Regions from separate parts of the Canis lupus genome. Here region 2 is linked to region 1. Evidence: chromatin contacts called from public Hi-C data. All regions are on one chromosome and are shown on one strand. Each heading gives the region's core, a stretch centred on a gene start, on an enhancer-like site or on the middle of the called end of the contact. The rest is flanking DNA. Distances are from core to core; before and after follow the strand shown. Region 1 holds the start of NDFIP1 (NEDD4 family-interacting protein 1). Region 2 overlaps NDFIP1 (NEDD4 family-interacting protein 1).

Region 1 (7,276 bases), core at 3,324-5,823:
GACAATTCTACACTTACAGGTGGGAGACTTCAACAATCCACTTTCAATAATGGTTAGGACTAGCCAGAAGATCAACAAGGAAATAGAAGACTTGAATGATGTTTCCCAATCACAATGAAATGAAATTAGCAATCAATGACAGAAAGAAATTTGGGGAATGCATAGATAAGTCAAAATTACACCAAACAGTGTTATCTAACCAATGGGTCTAAGAAATCACAAGTGAAATTAATAAATAATTGGAAATGAATAAAAATAAAAATAAAGACATAACATACCAAATCTTACGATATGTTAAATACCCACTCTTGGCATTTCTTAATTTCGTTTTGAAGAATAAATGAGGAACTATTCTTTTGTAGTTTCATGTTTTAGGCAGAAAGCCATAGCAAATTGCCCATACTGATGCTCAACTAATATTTGTTGCATTGCAGGGGCAAGAAGAAAAGCCAAAGAATCAGGAATCCCATGATGGATCCCTAACTGACTAACACTTTTCCTCTGACTTACTTTTTTGCAGAAGCCATTTGTATTTAAAGATCTTTTATAAATTCCTATCCTCTTCTCTCTTTCCCTTCCCTCTCTATTAGGCCTTCTGCATTACTGCGTGGTTTAAAATTCCTCCTCAAGCTCTTAGTACATAAACTTCTTTTGTCCTGCTAGGAAGCTAGGGGTGTGCAAACTACTACCTGGGGTCCAGCTTGCTACCTGTTTTTGTATGATCTGGGAGTTAACCATAATTTTTACATTCTTATATAGTTGAAAAAAATCAAAAGAAACATAATATTTCATGACATGTGAAAATAAGAAATTCAAATTTCAGTGTCCATAAATAAAGTGCTGTTGGAACACAGCCATGCCAATTTGCTCAATATTGTCTATGGCTGTGTTGATGATACAATGGCAAAGTAATGTAGTTGTGACAGAAAACGTGTGGCACACAAAAGTTGCTGACCTGTTCTAAGCTTTTGTGCAAGCATACTCATGACTTGGTGTGCCTTCCCCTCCTCTCATCATGGCAAGCCTTTTTTTTTTTTTTTTTTAAAGATTGTATTTATTTATTCATGAGAGATACAGAGAGAAAGGTAGAGACACAGGCAGAGAGAGAAGCAGGCTCCCTGTGGGGAGACTCTATCCCAGGATCCTGGGATCCCGCCCTGAGCCAAAGGCAGATGCTAAACTGCTGAGCCACCCAGGCATCCCACAAAGCCTTTTTCTCATTCAAAACCCTTTCTCTTCAATCCTTACCTGATAATCACACATGATCACATAATTCTCTTCACCATCTCTAGTTAACGTAGCCCAAGAAAGCTGTAAGTAACTTGTCATTTTTATATTTTGAAAAAATGGCTTGAAAATGTGTTCCCTATCTTTCCTATTTCACTGCAAGGACTCCAAGGATGAGACTGGTTCTTCTATGTCTTGTACTCTCCTCTACATATGGAGCAGGCCTCTACTTCTGTTATCAGACAGGTTGAAGTTTGCATTCTGGTTTTACCATCACTAGCTAAGCAGGTGATGTCTATCTCCTGAATCTCTTTACCAGCAGATTGGGTTTGTTATGAGGATTAAGGAGGAGATCTCTGGAGGAGTCAAAGAACTGGAAGGTGCTCAGAAACAGTAGTAATTGTCAGAGGATAATTTCCTTATTTGTAATATGAAGATAATACCTTTGTCTTTAAAGAAACTCATAGTAATGTAATGAGAACTAAAAGAAGGAATAAGTAAGTGGAAATGAAAACTCATGAGTTCAGTTGGAGCCCTGTAAAGACTAGCTGGAGACATTCAAGGCCTGAAATGAGATATTAGACCAATGGTGCTTTGTTTAAAGTTTAACAAACCCTTCTCTGTTACTTATTGAGCTCGGTACTGCCTAGGACAGGCCTCAGGTGGATGTGAAAGACAGAAGACCACATCTCTTCTGGAGGAGATTTTTATCTAAATCTGGGAGGGTGGGGGTTCCGGTAGAGAAACAGACGTGAGGTATGTTCTTACTTGTCCATAATATTTCTCTTCTCTCTCAGGATGGATGATTCAGAGTCAGCAATTCACATAAAAAATATTGCACATGGAAAATATTACTGCCATTCTGTGGGGAAATAGTTTCTAAGTGCAGCAATCTGAAATTAATAACTTTCTCTGTGGAAACTCTCTTTGACAACATCTCCAGATGAAGCCAAAGAGTGCAATTTTTATAGCCTTGGATTATCTTTTCTGTCTGCTTGGCTTGCAGCAGGCACGGATCCATGAGTCAGAAATTCAGTTTTCCCCTTCACTGTACAGTTTGCTTGCCAACTGGAGACCTTATACAGCACTGACTCAGTTTCTCAACTTCCCAATTTACCCATCCATTGAATCAACACAAATCATCTCCATTTACTTATTAAAGGCTGTGGGGGGAACTCAGAGGGAAAAAAAAAAGACCAAGACTTCACTGTTAACACAAGACATTTTGGTTCAGGGTACCAGCAAAAGGATTAGGAAAGGGAGATTGGAAGCTGGACTTTTTTTTTTTTCTTTTGAGAGAAAATATTTCAGTGAGAAAGCCCAGTATTTATATTATGTTCATATCCAGGGAGTGTATCGCTGTTGAGGGAGAAAATAATTTAGGAAAGAAGTAGACGGGCAGGGTAGCAACATCTTTTCCACAAACGTCACCACGCCGTAGACATGCGTAAAGATGGCAGCTGTTGCACCAATAGCCATATGCGGCAGCACAGACATCTTTTTTATTCCTTCTTACGTGTAAATTTAGATAATCTGGGCAAAGAAATCTGGATTTCTACTTTCTGTTGGTGAGATTTTAAAGCATTTCAAATGAAACACTTTTTTCCTTATGTAAGACCATGAAGTAGGACATTTTGTATAGAATGATTCACTGTACCTTATTACACCTAAAAGTTGTTTCTCTGAATTAAAAACAGCTATGAGACAGAGTAAGGAGTGTACCACTTTGAGATTCTCAGACTGGCATCTTGCTGGATTTGCCCACTCCCCCAAAGTGTGAATATGAGAGGTTAACACTTGGATATTGGGACAGACCTGTAGGAGATTGGAAACCGGTAGAGATCTTAAAGTGAGGAAGATAAAGATCTAGAATCTTTATGGATTACAGTTGGCTCGTACATGTAGAAACCTCAGGGTAGTTTAAAAACACAGCTCTGTTCAAAAATATGTAGTCACCTAAGCTTGAAAATTAGAAGCTAAAACAATAATCATACTAATGCCAACCCTAGACTATTCACTCGGAAAGGCAATCAAGAAGAAAGAGGAATTGCAACAAGCTTCAAAAACTCAGGTTTTTCTGGGTTGGACATGTGGGTAGAAGCAATTCCAGGTGGCTGGGTATGACAGAAGGAAACAGCAGACCTCACATGCCTGCTGTATAGCCATGCTGCGCTGGATGCTGCGGGATATATAAAAATATTTAAGAGAGACATACTTTCCTCCTCACAGAGTTTATAATTGAGTTGCACGATAATAGTTAACAATGCTGGTTTCATTGGTTTACATTCCAGGTTTCCCCTCCCTAGCTCTGTGTTCTTGGGCAAGATATTTAATTTCTTCAAGCTTAATTTCCTCTTTTGGGAAACATTGGTTATTGTATCTCCCCTAGGGCAGTCCTGCCTGCCTCTTCCAGTCCTTCCGCAAAGCAACCTGTGGCTCCCTCACAGCCTTTGCACGTGTTCTCAGCTCTCAGCAGGGCTGAATCTTTGGAGTCTGGCCTTCCATGTCACCTCCTCAGAGAGCTTTTGGTTCAGAAAAGTATCATGTCCTGGCTCCTCGGTGGCTCGGTGGGTTAAGAGCCCAACTCCTGATTTCAGCTGCGATCTTGATCTCAGGGTTGTGAGTTCAAGCCGAGTTGGGCTCCAGGCCGGGTGGATTTATTTACATGCATGCATACATGGAAATAACATGTCTTATCCACAGATGAGGCTGTTAGAATACTAAAGGGCTGCACAAAAAGGAGAATGCTGTTATCATCATCCATCCTAAGTAGTGCTTGTTTGAGATCTTTACTAAAGGAGTTCTGGAGGGTGTAGTGTCAGGAAACTCTTCTGTAATGGGTCAGAGAGTAAGTATTTTAGGGATTGCTGGCCGTACCCAACATGGGAACGAACGGCTGTGCTCCGGTAAGACTTCATTTATGCACAATGAAACATGAATTTCTTCTGCTTTCCACCGCCACCGGACCGGTTGGCAGTCCCTGATCTAGGACGATGGCAGACAAGCCGGGGCTTGGACGAGAACCGAGCGGGTGCAGCGGTCCCAGGGAGCCCCGGTCGCGGCCGTGCCGGGGTGTCAGCCTCCCCGGGCGCCGACGGCCTCCTCCGCCGGGCCGCGGCCCCACGTCGCGGTGTGGGGAGGGCTAGAGGAGAGCGCTCGGGGAAGGCGCGGGGCTCGCTCGGGCCGCAGCTCGGCGCGCGGGACGCCGGCCGGACCCCACCCCGGGCGGCGGCTCGGCGGGGCGAGGCCGAGGCCGGGCCCGGGCGCGCGGCGGGGGCGGGGCGGGGCGGGGCGGGGCGGCGGCGCAGCGTCGTCGGCGGCGTCCCCGCCTCCTCCCCAGGGGCCGCGTCGGAGCCTCGGCGGCGGCGGCGCTCACAACCCGAGGAGGGCGGCTTGCCTGGAAGCGGCGGCGGCCACCGAGACCCACGCGAGGCGCGTCCCCTCGGCCTCCCCGCGCTCCCAGGCCGCAGCGCCCGCGCCCCTAGAGCTCGCTCGCCCGCTCGCCCGCCTTCCTCCTCTGCGGCCGGCTGCGCCATGGCGTTGGCGTTGGCGGCGCTGGCGGCGGTGGAGCCGGCCTGCGGCAGCCGGTACCAGCAGGTGAGCAGCGCCGAGTCCGGCCCGGCCCCCGGCCCCCGGCCCCCCGGCCCCCGCCGCCCCCGGCCCGCCCCCCTGCCCGCCGGCCACTTCTGGCGTCTCCGGCCCGGCCTGTGGCCGACGCGACGCCGCGGCTTGGCGGGCCTGGGCGGGCCGCGGGCTCGGAGTCGAGGCCGCCGCGGGCCCGGCCCGGCCCGGCCCGGCCCGGCCCTCCGCGACCCGGGGCGGCACCCGGGCGGCGGAAAACCTCCGGCCCGCGGCGTCGCCCCGCACTTCTCGCGGCGGGCGGGCCGCCGAGTCGGAGCCCGCGACCCTCGGGGCGGCGCCCACGCGGGGGCATGCAGTTTCCCTTTCTGCACCTCTGGTTTGATGTCATGGGGAAGAAGAGAAAGAAGGCGATGAAGCGTGAGATGGAAAAGGAAACTGGGTGGAGAGAAAAGATTAAAATCGCTGCCACTGCGGCCGACAGCTCCCCGTGACGAGATGCGATTGCTCGGGGGGTTTCAGAGCCTAGTCTGTTTGTCGAAACCCATCCCCCTCCTCCCCTCCCCCGCGCCTCTGTTTTAAGACAAAAGTCAAAAATGAGACGAGAGGCAAGTCTGCAGTTTGCAGTAGGTCTGGGAAAGGCGCTGTTTAGCTGGGGCAGTGCCCCGGAACGTCGTGAGCTCGCTGAAGGCTGCAGGGCGTGTGCCTGGGTGTGTGTTTTAAAAGCTTGGAAATGACGTTTAAGGAGATTTAATAGCATGGCTGGGGAGGAAATGTATAGGGATTGATTGGAGTATTATCCCGGTTATAATTTATAAATTGAGGCCCTAGGGAAAAGAGCTGCTTGTTCTACTAGCTGGGCTCCCCTCGGAAATTCAGAGACCATCTGCAGGATTTTTAGTGCTGTTTAACCTAACACATCTTAATTGTGGGAATTAAGCCAGGTAGGAACTGGTGTTGATTGGAACCGCTGATAACTGTTTGCGTTTTGTCCTATCAGATGTTTCTTGGTATAATTTGCATACAAATATCAGTCGTGCTTTTATGAAATTAGATGCCCTATCATTGATGATCTACAGCTTTGTATTTCAGAAATAACGAAAACCAGTCTGATTAAAACATCTAGATTAACTCAGTGCAGCCAGTTACCAGTTTGTTTTGCTGTCATCAGCCCTGTGTAGTAATTTCCTCCCTCCTCCAGCCGGACTTCTGAAATGACTGGTTAAGAATTTAGCTTCTTGGTTTCATAAACATGCCCAGACCGTGGCAATGCAGTTTAGTCCTCAGATCTCTCACAGCCTGTGGTCTGGCACATGCTTTTTTTTTTTTTTTTTTTGTATGACCTTGGGTGAGGGTTTCTCCCTGCTTTAATAAAATACAAATGACAGATGTCACTTAACTGTCACCAGAGTGTTCAAAAATCACTTGTACCCCACACTGTGATCTAATTCATTCTTTTCATCCTGTTTTGTAAAAGGCAAACAAGGAAAAAGCTGTGGCTTTTCTTTGTACTGCCATCTTCTTGAGCTATTAGGTAATGCTGACATATTGCTGGAATACAAAAAATTTGGTGGAGTATCAAAACTATGTATTCCTTGGTGTAATATTTATATTTAACAGCTTTAAATATGCAGAATTGAGGTGTGTCAGGGACAGGTCATCTTTATTTTATTTTTGAAAATCATTATGTTGAAGAAATAACCTCCAAAAAACAGCATGAAAAAAATAATCTTCCTAGAAAAATTGCAAAATATGAAAGCTACCCCCCCTAAAAAAAAAACCCACAGTAAAAATTTATCACCCATAGGTAACCAAAATTAGTATTTTGATGTGTATCTTTGTGGACTTATAGGTATGTAAATATACATAAATATAAATCAGTATACATGTGTACAGATAAGGAAAGCTAATATTGACTGAGCATTTACTATGTGCCAATCACGGTACTGAGGACTTTACATCCATTATTTCCCTAATCCTCATGGAACTCCCATGAGGCAAGGTTTGGTATTATTGTATAGATGACAAAGTCAAGACTCCAAGAGGCTCATTAACTTGCTCAAGGTCACAGCCTCTAAGTAGTGATTACAAGGATAAATACACACTCACCTACTTAAAACACAGGCTCATGTTCCAAATATAGGCATGTGCATTAGCATATATATATGTGCATATATATTTTCTCATGTATCCATGGATATATATACAGGCACATCTTTGTACACATGTACCATTCCACGAGCCCCCTGGTTTTACTTGTACACATTTTGTGCATATGTGCACATGTATACATTTATACATCCACTGTGCCCATATGTGTCATGTTCTCAGACACATGTGCATTCACAAGTTTGCATGTACATGTATTTGTTCACATGTATGTACAGAGGCATATAGATGTATAAAATAGGGTAGTATTTTCATGTCTGCATTGCATGTAACTGGTTGTACATAGTTCAAGTCAGTTGCC
Region 2 (7,276 bases), core at 3,063-5,562, 41 kb after region 1:
GTCTAGTAGTAGAGATACCCAGGACAGCAAGAACAGTTAGAAGGCACCTGTAATATTATTATTACTAGAAATTACTTCCATGTCCTTTTGTAGTATATCTTTGAGTATTGATGCAAAAAAACTAATTAGTGTCTAATAATTAGGCAAAGCATTATTTTTCTTAATAGGAAGTCAGAAACTGGGTATTTAATATTTAAAAAAAATATAAGCCAAATACATTATTGTAAGAATTTCTAACAGAAGTAATGTGTTATTAGAAATGGAAGCTGCCACTGACACTTCGTTCTCCAGTAACCCCCTACCTAGGCAAACCACAGCTTGTTATGGGCTTCCCACCCCCTTTTTATCTGCGTAGGGAGAGTTTGGATTGTCCTAAAGATTTGTTGTTTCTTTTTTTTCATTTGGGGAACCTTTATTTTATTTATTTATTTTTTAAGATTTTATTTATTCATGAGAGACACAGAGAGAGGGGCACAGACACAGACAGAGGGAGAAAGCAGGCTCCATTCAGGGAGCCCAACATGTGACTCAATCCCGGGTCTCCAGGATCACACCTTAGGCCGAAGGCGGCGCTACACTGCTGAGCCACTGGGGCTGCCCTCATTTGGGGAACTTTTATTGAATTGAACTGTGTATACATGTAACTTTTAAGTATGTATTCATACGTTTTTCAGTATCTCAACATATAATGTACATCAGTTGAAAAGGTGGGACACATAGTTGATGTTAATGTTGGTGAGGATCATGTTCCTTCTAGACTTGGAGTATTTTGATTTCAAGTTAGGATGGAAAAGATGCTATTTGCCAATAAGCTTGGAAGTGTGGTTGTTTCAGACCTATCTGCTAATGTGAACAGATGGGTCATGGAGTTGAGCTGTGGGCAGCCCTGAGCCTCTTCATATGTGATCATTCTATCCTTTTTCTCCCATGTCTCACAAAGCATTTCAGTTTCTTAATAGGTTCTGGATTACTAATATTCTGGGCCCCCCAGCAGGCCCTGGATTACTAATTCTAGAACGTAAGCCAAATTTAAGCCAAATAGATATCTTTTCTTTAGATAAATATGAGTGAATACTTCTCGTTGAACTTTATAATTTTTGAACCTCATTGTTAAAGAACTTGGGTTATAAAATGAACAATTCATTTAGAAAACTATAAAGATAGGGATGCCTGGGTGGCTCAGTGCTTGGGCGTCTGCCTTTGGCTCAGGGCATGATCCTGGGGTCCCAGGATCGAGTCCCACATAGGGCTCCCTGCATGGAGCCTGCTTCTCCCTCTGCCTCTGTCTCTGCCTCTTTCTCTCTCTCTCTGTGTCTCCCATGAATAAATAAATAAAATCTTTAAAAAAAAAAAAAAACCTATAGAAATAGAAGAAAGTTTTGTTTCTTCTCTAATTGTCTTAAAAGACAAAATGAAATTTTTAACACATAATGAGCCTTTTAATGTTCATAGTTTTAAATTGAGCCAACTCAGTAAATTTTCTCTTTGTACTCATTTTTATCCCCTTTTTGTGATGCCTTTCATTTGCTTATGAATAATTCATTGGGAATTTACCTTACTCTTTCTCTTTTCATTTAGGATGAGGATTTTGTGGGTCGGGATGACTTTGATGATGCTGACCAGCTGAGGATAGGAAATGATGGGATTTTCATGTTAACTTTTTTCAGTAAGTAAATACACATAGCAGAACCACTTCCCACAAATCAGAGTGCTTTGAATTATGGGTGAATATGACTGAATTAAAATGACTAGTTGAACTATTATTTTAATATATATGTTTATTTGATGCCTTTTACTAAGATGTTCAGAGCTTAGTTCACTTTTATCTTAATATTCTGTTTATCTTCTATTTCTATGAATATAGAAAATATAACTGAAGCAGTTTGGGGAATGCTATATTTTTTTATGAACTAAGCCTCATCTTTTAGGTCCGCAAAGACCCTTAGCATTGCTCTGACTCGTACCTGACCTGTAGAGTAGGAATTAAAGGCCTTATTATTATTAATCTGATGGATTTTTTTGCATGCTTCTATTTTCTGACAGATCAAAGTCAACTGAACTTTTTTTTGCCTCCTTCATGTTATTTTTGTTGTTTTTTGTTTTGTTTTAAGATTTTATTTATTTATTCATGAGAGACACAGAGATAGAGAAAGAGAAAGAGAGGCAGGGACACAGGCAGAAGCAGAAGCAGGCTCCACGCAGGGAGCCCGATGCGGGACTTGATCCCGGGTCTCCAGGATCAGGCCCTGGGCTGAAGGTGGCGCTAAACAGCTGAGCCAACCGGGCTGCCCCTCCTTCATGTTATTTTTGCATTCATCTTTCCATGTGTCACTTAGAAGTGAGTGACTATTTTTTATTTGCTATATTAAAAAGATAAGATATAAAGGAAATGCAGTGCTTTTAAAGGTGGTGTGTTATGAAGCTGTCAGAATTCATAGAAAGATGAAAAACCTGAATCAGATTTTATTTACTGAAGTGTACAAGTCCTAAGTATACAGTTTGGTGAATGTTAAGGCATTTTTGAAAGTGAATAGCAGTAGACATAATGTAATTACCTGATATTCAGAGCAGACGATTTCTTGTTTGTTTTGGGGAAGAGGACAGAGAATAGATTTTTGGGGGGAGATAAGGCAAGGGTTATGGTGGGTGGGCTGGGCTGGGGCTGTCTTTTATCCCTGGAAAACCCATTGAAGCAAAAGCACATGTAGAGGGCACTCTTGCTTCTTGGGTAACAGGATGTGTGTCTCACAGGGTTTTTTTTCTTCTCTCTTACAGTGGCATTCCTCTTTAACTGGATTGGATTTTTTCTGTCTTTTTGCCTGACCACCTCAGCTGCAGGAAGGTATGGGGCCATTTCAGGATTTGGTCTCTCTCTAATTAAGTGGATCCTGATTGTCAGGGTAAGTTTATACCAGAAAATATAGACCCTGTAGAGAAACAATCAGTAGAATAACTGATTATTTGATTTTTTTCTTTTCACATTATTTCTACATTTAAAATGATTTTAGGTTTGTCTTTGTTCTGGTTTCATGAAGTTGAACCTAAATCAGTTGCAGATGGTTCATGCGTGTAAGTTTTATAGTTAAATCTAGTGAATATTGGTGTCCCAAGGCAACATCCTATAGGATGTTCACAATTTGCTTTCTCTGCTGTTAATGTCTATAATGTGTGTTTGTTCTGAAATTAGTTTTTGTAATAAAAAGAAAATACCACTTCTTTGGTGTCTCATCAAAAGCAGGCATTCCTCACATTAATTCTACTGAAGTTTTGGTTTTTCTTCTTCCCTCTTTCCTGCTCTTTGCTTCTCTCTCCTTTCTCCCTCCCTTCCAGGGTTGTTTATTAGCAGCATCGTTGGTTCTGCCAAAATGTTTTGGAACTGAAATTGTTTACAAGTGCTACTCCATTGGGGGGGCCTTATCTCTAAAATATATTAGAAATCTTCAGTGATTTGGGAGTTATCAGGTAGTCCAAATTACTGAAGTAATTTATACTTTAAAAGATCTAATCTCTTAAAATATATTGTGATTTCAGGTAAGTTTATTGCTTTTGTCAACTTAATAGATAAAATCAATGTATTCATCATTAATTGTCATTATTAACTAATTATTGGGTATTGACTGGACACTGGACTTTTTCATATGTATTTATTCTGACCAGTTGTTAACATTTTTAGGATTCTGAGTTCCTTTGAGAATCTTTTAGGAGTTAGGAACTTTTTCCCCCAAGCAGCTAATACATACTCATCTAAGACATGGACTTAGGTGAAGAACCCAAGCACTAAAGAGCTTTTTCATTCCCTCCCTAAATCTTAAATTGTTATTCCTATTAAGAAATAAAATACTGTATTTTTTTAAAGGATTTTTTAAAAAGATTTATTTATTTATTTATTCATGACAGAGAGAGAGAGAGGCAGAGACAGGAGAAGCAGGCTCCATGGAGGGGAGCCCGACAAGGCGGTGCTAAACCGCTGAGTCACCCGGGCTGCCCAAATACTGTATTTTAATGCTCAAACTGCATTAAATTTTCAGATAATAAAGCCCCCAATAGAAAACAGATAACATTAGTTAGCAGTCTTTTTTTTTTAACCAGAAGTTTCACTAAGCTGACTAAAATGTTAAAACTGAATTGAATGAATCAACTTGTATCAGGATGGCTTTGTCTGAGTAATAGAAAACTGAGCTCAAAATGGCTTAGAAAACAGTGGGAAAAATTTATTTCCCATGAAAACAAGTCCTGACATGGAGGATCACCATATCTGTTTTGCTTATTCAGTGACATCATTAGGGACGATTGCTGTCCTATTGGTAGAGGTGCTCCTCCCTCAGGATTCAAATGGCTATGGCAGTTTCAGGCATCACATCAGAAGCACAGCTGTGTTCAGCAGAAGAAAGAAAACTTATTTCTTCTCTTTCTTTTCTAAGTGCAAGAAAACCTCAGCAACCCTCACTTCCCAATGACCAGAATGTGCCATTATTTGGCAAAGGAATGGGGGATTATTATGATATTCATAGTAAAGCTTCCAAGGTTGAGGCATACCAAGAACAAATAGTTTTGGGACTGAGTAAGCAAAGTAAAAGTTTCATCAAAACATATTTCTAGGGAGATCCCTGGGTGGCTCAGAGGTTTAGCGCCTGCCTTTGGTCTGGGGTGTGATCCTGGAGTCCCGGGATCAAGTTCCACATTAGGCTCTCTGCGTGGGGCCTGCTTCTCCCTCTGACTGTGTCTCTGCCTCTCTCTCTCTCTCTCTCTCTCTCTCATGAATAAATGAAAATCTTTAAAAAAGAAAATGAGGTTTTAACCTCATTATAAAAATAAACAAACAAACTTATTTGCTTTATTTTTCAGTTTTCCACCTATTTCCCTGGATATTTTGATGGTCAGTACTGGCTCTGGTGGGTGTTCCTGGTTTTAGGTAAGTGCTTTTTAACATAGACAGTGGAGAGAAAAGATAGTGTTAAATTTTAGAAGTAAAATTACTTTTAGTAAACCCTCATCTTCCTTCCAACCCTAATAAATAATTTTTAAAAATATTTCTTAAAGATTAGGTTGCCATCACCATTATTATATTAATAAAGCGTCTCTTGGTGGTCGATTTTTTTTTTTTCCTAACCCATTCATACATATTTCTCAGATTTCCCATGTGACCGGTGGACATACTAATAAGATGACTTTATAGTCTGTCGGTTATTTTCTCCTGGATAATTACTGCCATAAAAGGGTTCACAAAAGATTGTAACCAGTTGAACTACTCAGGAGTCTATGTGGCCAATTTTCAGTTGACTCTGTCAGCAGGAAACAAAATGTATAGCTTTGCTTGACAGAACTTCCGGAGGAATCAGTATTGGGTTTCCAGAATTCTTTGGTGAGAATAAGAATGATTTTGCAATGAGGCCTATAGAATACATATATGTATGTAATTCTGTATTCTACAGAATTATAGCAGAGCCATCCTGTAGCTGTTTAAGATGGTATAATGGCCTCACCTGCTTCTTTGATATCACTTTTCCCGTGTCCTGTTTAGGGCCTTCTTATTGCCTCCTTAATTAAGATCCCTGGTGGCAATGCTGCTGATGGATCTGGTTAGTACAGTGTACACCCCTGTCCAGTAGTTGCTTAATACACTCAGGACTTACCTGCTTTGCCTGTGGTGATAGACCATGCATTGCTGAACATAAAATTTAATTGGAAAATACAAGTCTTACATCATATCAGCCCCCACCTCTCCAACAGCATCATCTACTCTGCTAATAATGGTCATTGAAATTTCACGGAAAGAGAAGTCATGATTTCCCCCCACCCTTAATTATTAAGATGCTTAATAATAAAAATGCCCAGAGAAGAGTTACTTTAAGGAATAGTTTCTGGGTTGCTTATTCACAAAATTGTATCTTTAAGAAAAAGGCTACCTCTCCTTTTTCCCCCAAGCCAAATACTGAATGGACCGAAAAAAGAGCCACTAAGCATATTTTCAGGTTGATCGTTGACAGCATAGATAATTTAAAGAAACTTAATTATCTTCCTATATTAAAGTTTCATGGAAGATGAATTTATAATACTTGTAATTAATTGATCATTCTGTCTATCTTACTGTTCACTAGTAAGCAGAAAAACAGTGAGGCTTTGGATATCATTTGTGCGTTTGGACACAGTGTTTGGGTCATTTTTAGAATTTTTCTTGCGGAAAGAACCAATTTTGGGGGTTGTGTTTTGTTGCAAGGAACAGGCCCACACAGAGCTCTCAAGCTGACAGTCTATGAACTACAACCAGCCTGTAATTGTAGTCTGTTTGTTCCATAGTTATTTTCAGAGGTTTTTTTTATTAGCCGCCATCATTTAAAAACCTAGAGTTTCCACATAAAATGTCTGAATTTTGTTTGCTTTTCTTAAAATTGGGATATCTAGCAGAACAGGCCTATATTTCCCCAAGGCACCCACCTTTTGGTGGGAGCTGTTGCAGGTGTCCCCTCCTATTAGGCTGTGTGCTTTCCACTTTACTAGGATTCTCTGACGCAGCTCTTCATGGGGTGACCTCTGCTCTGTAGTCACTTACTGCTTTTGGTGCCAAACAGAAAGGGAATGAGGAGTGATTGCTGAATGGGTACACATTTTTTTTTTAGGGGTGATAAAAATGTTCCAAAATAAAGATAATAGTTTTGGTTGTACAGCTCCATAACTACTAAAATTAAAGCCAGTAAACTGTACACATCAAATGAGTGGACTTCATGGTATGTGAATTATATCACCATGAAAGTGTTTTTAAAAAGTGTCTTAAGATTCAGGGACCAGCCCTAAAGGAGGAGGGCCCAGGAGTGTGTGAGCTATTTCTAATTAGGGGGCACATCACCTTTCCCATGGATTGTTCTAACAGGTGTCAACTGTGAACGGCTAGCTTCTGGTGTAGACACACAGAATCAGTCTTACTCCCTTAGTGCCTCGTAAATAAATGGCCAAGTGTATCCTACTTGTATATATTTTTTAAGAATGGAGAAATAGAGTTTAGAATTAAGAATATAAGAATTGGTGTGGAGGGAAAAAAAAAAAAAAGAATTGTAATAGGTAAGGGGATCCTGACATCTAGTGGACAGCATGTGTATAGTTGATAGGGAAAAAATGCCATGCCAAGGGATGGTTTTTTTAACTTGAGAAAAATATTTTATAACCCCTCTCTTTTTTTTTGGAGTTAATTATCTTGAAATACTTTTTTTGAACCCAGAAGGTAGGTTTTGATAATGCTTCTCAGGTTGCCACGTGTACATATTTAACTCCATCTTATATT

The links. A called contact is a pair of places that touch in the nucleus more often than the background predicts.
Region 2: a contact with region 1 is called in a Hi-C map of blood, with 1.7 times the contacts expected there. The contact joins the enhancer-like site here to the promoter of NDFIP1 in region 1. A contact is called at or near these places in 2 of 9 Hi-C or Micro-C datasets (both in blood).

Annotation. Positions count from the first base shown.
Region 1 is chr2:36,157,570-36,164,845 of UU_Cfam_GSD_1.0, forward strand. It overlaps NDFIP1 (NEDD4 family-interacting protein 1), which reads left to right and starts at 4,574. Exons shown (of 8, transcript XM_038530476.1): 1 at 4,574-4,824. The coding sequence starts at 4,762.
Region 2 is chr2:36,199,154-36,206,429 of UU_Cfam_GSD_1.0, forward strand. NDFIP1 (NEDD4 family-interacting protein 1) reads left to right here. Exons shown (of 8, transcript XM_038530476.1): 4 at 1,579-1,666; 5 at 2,776-2,900; 6 at 4,846-4,912. Among named protein-coding and RNA genes, the nearest start is that of NDFIP1, 41 kb to the left of the region's middle. Within about 2 kb of position 4,313, at least 1 of the 20 cell types and tissues checked has an H3K27ac peak or open chromatin away from gene starts, as enhancers often do. A contact at or near this core is called in blood, where this site is marked.